Linked DNA regions of Sus scrofa: region 1 is linked to region 2. A link is a contact called in public promoter capture Hi-C data. All regions are on one chromosome and are shown on one strand. The core of a region is the stretch at or near the end of the contact, and the rest is flanking DNA. Distances in the headings are between cores, read along the strand shown. Region 1 holds the start of CCNI (cyclin-I). Region 2 holds the start of NUP54 (nucleoporin p54).

What was found. Promoter capture Hi-C pulls out the DNA fragments that hold promoters and counts their contacts.
Region 1: a contact with region 2 is called in a promoter capture Hi-C map of liver, with 3 times the contacts expected there. The contact joins the promoter of CCNI here to the promoter of NUP54 in region 2. A contact is called at or near these places in 1 of 5 promoter capture datasets (liver) and 1 of 47 Hi-C or Micro-C datasets (embryonic fibroblasts).

The regions. Positions count from the first base shown.
Region 1 is chr8:72,717,885-72,720,871 of Sscrofa11.1, forward strand. CCNI (cyclin-I) reads right to left here and starts at 1,423. Exons shown (of 7, transcript XM_003129097.6): 1 at 620-1,423.
Region 2 is chr8:71,831,658-71,834,705 of Sscrofa11.1, forward strand. NUP54 (nucleoporin p54) reads right to left here and starts at 1,523. Exons shown (of 12, transcript XM_003129118.6): 1 at 1,344-1,523. The coding sequence starts at 1,410.

The DNA.
Region 1 (2,987 bases), core at 173-2,672, 890 kb after region 2:
CAAAGAGCTTCACATTCCATCCGCCCTCGGAAGAGATACCTTCCACTATTTTGCTACTCAATTCTCAACTCCTGCCAAAATGATCTGCAGTGGAACCCCTGGCTCGGCAGAGGGCCTTCTTTTCAATTTTGGAGTGTTCTTATGCCCTTCGGGGTGTAACTCAAAGCTCACCTCTCCAGATGCCCGAACCCACGCAAACCCTAGGTAACGTCCCTCTCCCACAAGCTCCCGCCGCGCTGGCGGGTCACCCCATTCATCTGGCCTGCCCCCGGCTCTGCACTATAAAGCATCTTCCCCTCACTCCCGCCCGAGCACCGAGGTCTAAGGGTGGGGGTGTGTCCCCGTCTTTGTGCATCCCACGGGCTCCGGAGCCTAGAACTCTCACTAGTAGGCAATTTGCTGGTGCTACAAAAAAGTTACTTGCAGACACACAAAAAAAAGGCCCGAAAGGGGAAACCAGCGGAGCCCTTTCCAAACTGGGAAGGGGCCGAGTTGACCAGGCGGGCGTCCGAAAGGTTTCTGGGGTGGCGAGGTGGGGAGCGCGGCGACGCGGAACAGGGGAAGGCGCGCGCACAGGGGTCGCGGGGACGCGTCGAGCCCCCCGCCCCCGCCCCCTCACCTTCTCCTCCTCTTCCTCCTCCTCCTCCTCCTCCCCGGCAGAGCTGTAGGCCTCACAGTGGTGACGCGGGGTCATCCGGGGGCCCGTTACCACCTCATTTTTCTCAGCGCGCGGCGGCGGGGCGCGCGTGACGAGGACCGGGCCGACTGAGGAGGGAGAAGAGGGGGAATTGGGCCGGAGGGCGCTGGCGCTCGAGCGGGACGCACGGCTGCGGCCGGTGGGTCGGTCAGCGAATTAGTTCCATGACGCCCCCGGACCTGAAGCCGCCGCCGCGGGTCCCGCTCCTCCAACCGCCGCTTGTGCCCGGGTGGGGAGGGGGTTCCCTCTCGCCATAGGGCGGCGGGGGCCGGGGAGAGGCGGGGGGTGAGACCGGCTCTGCCCCTGCCCGGGGGAAGCACCTCCGAGGGGAAATGGTGAAAGGGGGGAAGGGGAGGAAAAAGAAAAAAAAAAAAAAAAAAAAGGAAGGGGAAAAGGGGGGGAAAATAAGAAAAAGCGAGACAGAGGCGCTGCCGCGTCCGCTCGCGGGGAAGGCAGGGGAGGGAGGGGAAAGGATGAAGAAGCGCCGGCTCCCTCGGCTCCGCCCTCGCGGACCGATCCCTAGACTTGCTCACTCCTTGTAAACAAGAGTGAATTGGTTTCCCCTTTTTTTCCTCTCTTGTGCCTTCTCCGTCCAACGAAAGCACGGAGAGGTCTGGAAAAAAGCTGGACTGTTGGAAATGGGCTGGAGAAGTCGTTGGCACCGGGGTGGGAGAAGGGAAGGCTTTTTGTGGGCTAAGAAAAGCTAAAGGTGCATGGACTCATTTTCCGTGGAGGAGCGGAAGGGCTCCTCTTCGACCTCACGGTGACGTAAGTGCCTCCTTGGCTCTTAGAAAGAGGCGTGAGGTGGCCGGAGAGCAATCTGCGCATGCGCGCCGAAGAAGAAAGACGCGACGGAGCGCTCCGTTTGGGGGGGTTGGGTTCTGTGGATGCTTTTCTGGCCGAGCGAAGCGCTACCTGGTTTTTTTCTTTGTTTTTTGGGGTGTTTTTTTTTGTGGGGTTTTGGGGTGTTTTTGTTTTTGATCCAGCCTATCTTTGTCTAGGGTTTGTAAAAGGGTTAATTGGGAAAAGGTTGACGTCTGTTGTGTAAGGATCATGCATTCTTTGTTGCCCTCGCGAAAAGTTCCTTGTTCTCTTCTTGCAATTGACGTGTAAATAGAATTGCGGGTTTTTTCCGCTGCCACGTCGTGGGTGGAGGGAGATTCTAAAGCGCATTAGAAATCGGGAAGTTAAGGGGTAAATAGTAAACACCTCTTTTAAAACGAAATGATACTGCTGGCAGCCATGGGTACCTTCTTGGTAACGTGCCAAGGGAATTCTGTCTACTTAACTGACACGGCTGAGTATTTCAGAGTAGGTTTTATTACCAGGTCTTTAAAGACTGTCTGGTGACATAAGTGTTTTATTTGGGGTTCCTTCACTGGACAGGAATCAAACCTGTGCCACAGCAGTGACAACTCCGAATCCTTAACCCACTGAGCCACCAGGGAATGCCAAAATGGGACTTTTTTTTTTTTTTGGCCATTTGCTCATCTTTTAATTATTTTGGTTATTAAAAGAATATGTAAAATTACAGAAAGTTTTGTAAGAAAAAAAAACCCCTCAAACTCAACCTTTTACAGAAGTTGTCATGTTTGTGTTTTCCATCTCTGTTATATGCCTGTTTTAGCAGTCTTAAATTTGTTTTGAGCTTATTCATAGAGCCAGACCAGGTGCTAAGCTCTAGCAACTAAATAACTAAGAAATGGCTTCTACCTTCCTAGAGTTTACAATTCAAACACCAAAAGTAACCCTTGAGCTAATTATCACTATGTAAAATCACCCAGTACATTGATCTGCTTACTTGAACATTGTATTCTCTCCCTAGAATATACGGTCTAGGTTGGCAGAGATCTTACATGTTTTATTTCACCCAGTATTCCTGCATGTAAAAGGTTTTCAATATTTGATTACTGACTGAATAAACAATTACCAGTATCAAATGTATTAAGATGCAGGCTGCTATGGAAACATTTACTCCCAGTCTAGTTAGGGATATCAGAGAAGTTCTGTGAGGAAGAGACATTTAAGATGAGACTTGAAACCACTGGGCAAAGAAGTGGGGAAAGAGTGATATACAAGAGGAAACAACCTTGCAAAGGCTCTAGAGCTGAGACATTGTAAAAATCTCTGAAAGTTTATATAGCAGGTCCTCAGAGAATTCAGGGGGAGAGAAGTGAGACCAGGGGCAGGGGACAGGTCCCTAAAACAGAATAGGGAAGGGAAGCCCAGGAAGGGTTTTAAGTGGGTCATATTTTGCTTTTTTTTCCACTTCATGTAGCTTTTTCTTAAA
Region 2 (3,048 bases), core at 273-2,772:
CTGCTTAGTTGACCAAAAAAATAATTATTGTTACACAGGTTAAAAAACAAGACAGGTTGCTGCTGTTCGTATAAGACTTGTTTCTCTCAGGAAACACAAAGACAATCAAATGAAATTCCAATGAAAGGTGCAGGAAAAGTGGAGAAAAAAACGACCGCAGAAGTCCAAGAATTTCAGGAAAATGGGTCTGACTGTTGATCTTATACTTTAAAAGAGATATCTAATAATTTGGAAGATGTATTCTATTCCCAATAATAACGTACTCCAAATTCTTATCACTTGGAAGGTACAGTCTGTTCAATTAAATGCAAATTTAACAGACGAAGATAATAACTTGAAAGGTTTCTCAAAATCAAATCTTTTTAAGAGTCAAAACTTGATACAAATGTTTTTAAATCGACATTAGGAAACTAATTTCCTTTCCTTATTAGACAAGTCACTGTTCTTTCCCAAACTCTAGCAACTACAAAATATTCTTGGACTCCAGCTCCCAACATTCGTTACACAGACGGCCCGCATATCTACCTGCACTTGCCAGACTGTTACCAAAATTGAAAGGAGTCGCCGAAGTAGTAGAAACACCGAAATTCCCAATATTAAAGTTCACTGCAGGATTAGCAGTTAATCCGAAACCCCCAAAATTAAACCCACTGGCGGTGGAGTTGGCAGTCTCAAGCCCACCAAATCCTGATAGGCGTGTAGGCAAAGAAAATTTTAAAAGGGGAGAGGGGAAAGAAGGAAGAAGAAAAAGAAAAGAAAGCAAGATAAGGATTAGAAGAGTCAGCAGGAGGTTTCACAGAGTGAACAAAGACAAACCCTGACTTGGCTCCAAACGAATTAAGAAAGCGGAGGAGGCGGGGCAGGAGAAGGAGCAGGTACGTGCAGTCCCGCAGCAAGAGCCAGAGGGGCCAGGGCCGAGGGAGCCGCAGAGCAGCCCGGAGGTTCTCCAGCGCTACCCTCGCCGCCCAGCAGCGGGAAGCACCCGAGCGCGCCCGCCGGTCCCGGAGCCCGGGAAGGGGAGGGGATGAGAGGGCGGGCCCGGCAAAGGGAGCGAGGAGCCGCCTCCAGCCTCTTGGAATCCGTCTCCCCGGTGGCGGGAAGCGAGCGCTAGAAGGGGTGGGCCATGCGGGGACCCACCCGATGCACGCGAGCTCCCAGCTGGGCCTCTATCCCCCGCGTGGCCTCCTCAGGAGCCGTCTCGGCCCGCTCGGCCGCCGCCTGCCTTTTCCAAAGCCCCTAAAATCTGCGCGCGGGCAGGAGACCCCAGGTTCCCCCAAGCTCAAGAGTCTCGGACCCAAGGCCTCCCCTTTTCCCCGGGAGAAGGTCTGGGGGGAATGACTCACCCGCGGGGGCTGCGGTGGCTGCAGCGGTACCTGAGCTGCCCGAGGGAGCCGCAAAGTTGAAAGCCATGTCGCGGGAGCAGGGGACCAAGGTGCTGCTGCGGGCCTGCTCCCGCGACACTTGGTGCGCTTGGCTTTTCGATCCGGCAGGGAAACCGCGCCAGGAGTACGGAGTTCCGCCCCTTTCTGACCCAGCCTAAGAGGCCGGAACGTTCGAAAAGCGTAGGGGGCGGAGGATGGAGAGGGAACGCCCCTGGCTGGCTAGCTTCCGGGACCTGGCGGCTCCACGCGGCGTGGGGCGTCACAACCAGCGTGACACGCTGGAAAGCTCACCCCGGCGTGCGGCCCGAGGACTCTTGGAGAAGATGCGCAAAAGGCTGACTACAAGTGTGCAATGAAGGCAGGGTAGCAGAGAAAGCTAAATCCTCGTTCTTCCCAGTGGAGAGTCAGTGGTTATCAAAACTGAAAACTCACGAAACAGCTTGTTTGTCACTTAGAGCCGTGGGGTAGTAGTGGGAAAAAAAAAAAAAAAACAGGCTAAAAGTGCCTCTGAGAATGATATCCAAGTAGCTTTGGGTGTTTCTGTTTCGTTTTGTTTTAGAATTCTTAGTAGAAACTTTGTAGAATTATTTGATTCTTCTATTTATATGCTTGTATAACTTTAATAAAAATAAAAACAAACCATTGTGTCTATCAAAATCATAGTTGTCCTTGGATCTAGCAATGCTGTTTCTAGGAATTGATCTTGTAAATGATTTGGCAAAATTAGTGGCCTGCAAGGTTACCTGTTCCAGCATTTTTTATAACAAATGATTCGAAACAAACCTCAGTTTGCTTAAATAGTTGCATTCATACAAAGGAATACTATTCAGCTATGCAGTGGGAACACTCAAGCTCTTCAGGTACAGAAAAGAAAGATCTTAAAAGTAAATGATACAAACACAATTTAGAGCACAGTACATGGTATTCTACAATTTGGGAAAAAAGGAGGGCCTGAATATATAATTACCCACATTCATATACAATATTCCTGGAAAGATACATTTTAAAAATGAATAGCAGTGGTTGCCTCTGTTTTTGTTTTTTGTCTTTTCTAAGGTGGCACCCGAGGCATATGGAGGTTCCCAGGCTAGGGGTCCAATCGGAGCTATTGCTGCTGGCCTACACCTGAGCCACAGCAACACCAGATCCAAGCCACGTCTGTGACCTACACCACAGCTCACGGCAACTCCGGATCCTTAACTCACTGAGAGAGGCCAGGGATGGAACCCTGCAACCTCATGGTTCCTAGTCGGATTCATTAACCACTGAGCCATGACGGGAACTCCAGCTTTGGTTGCCTCTGAAAAGATGAATTGGGTGGCAAGGAGATGGATGAAGACTCTGCAGTATAAACACCTCTTATAGTTTTTGAAAATGTAAATGGTTTACCTAACAAAAAAATTAAATAATGCTAATAGTGGTCCTTGGTCCTAGTGAGAAGGCTGATTGATGGATGAGGACAGCAGGAACGGAGGCTGAGATGAGCAGGCGGACTTGATGATTGATGGGGTATGGAGAGGCGAAGAAGAAGCTGTCCCGCAAGAGTCCCTGGTCCCTGGCTTGCAGAGCAGGGCCCACTGTAATGTCCTTCCCCAGTTGTGGGAATTTGGGAAGAAGACAGGAAAAATGCGTTCCTGTCTTTACTGGGTTTGAGGACAACCTGGCT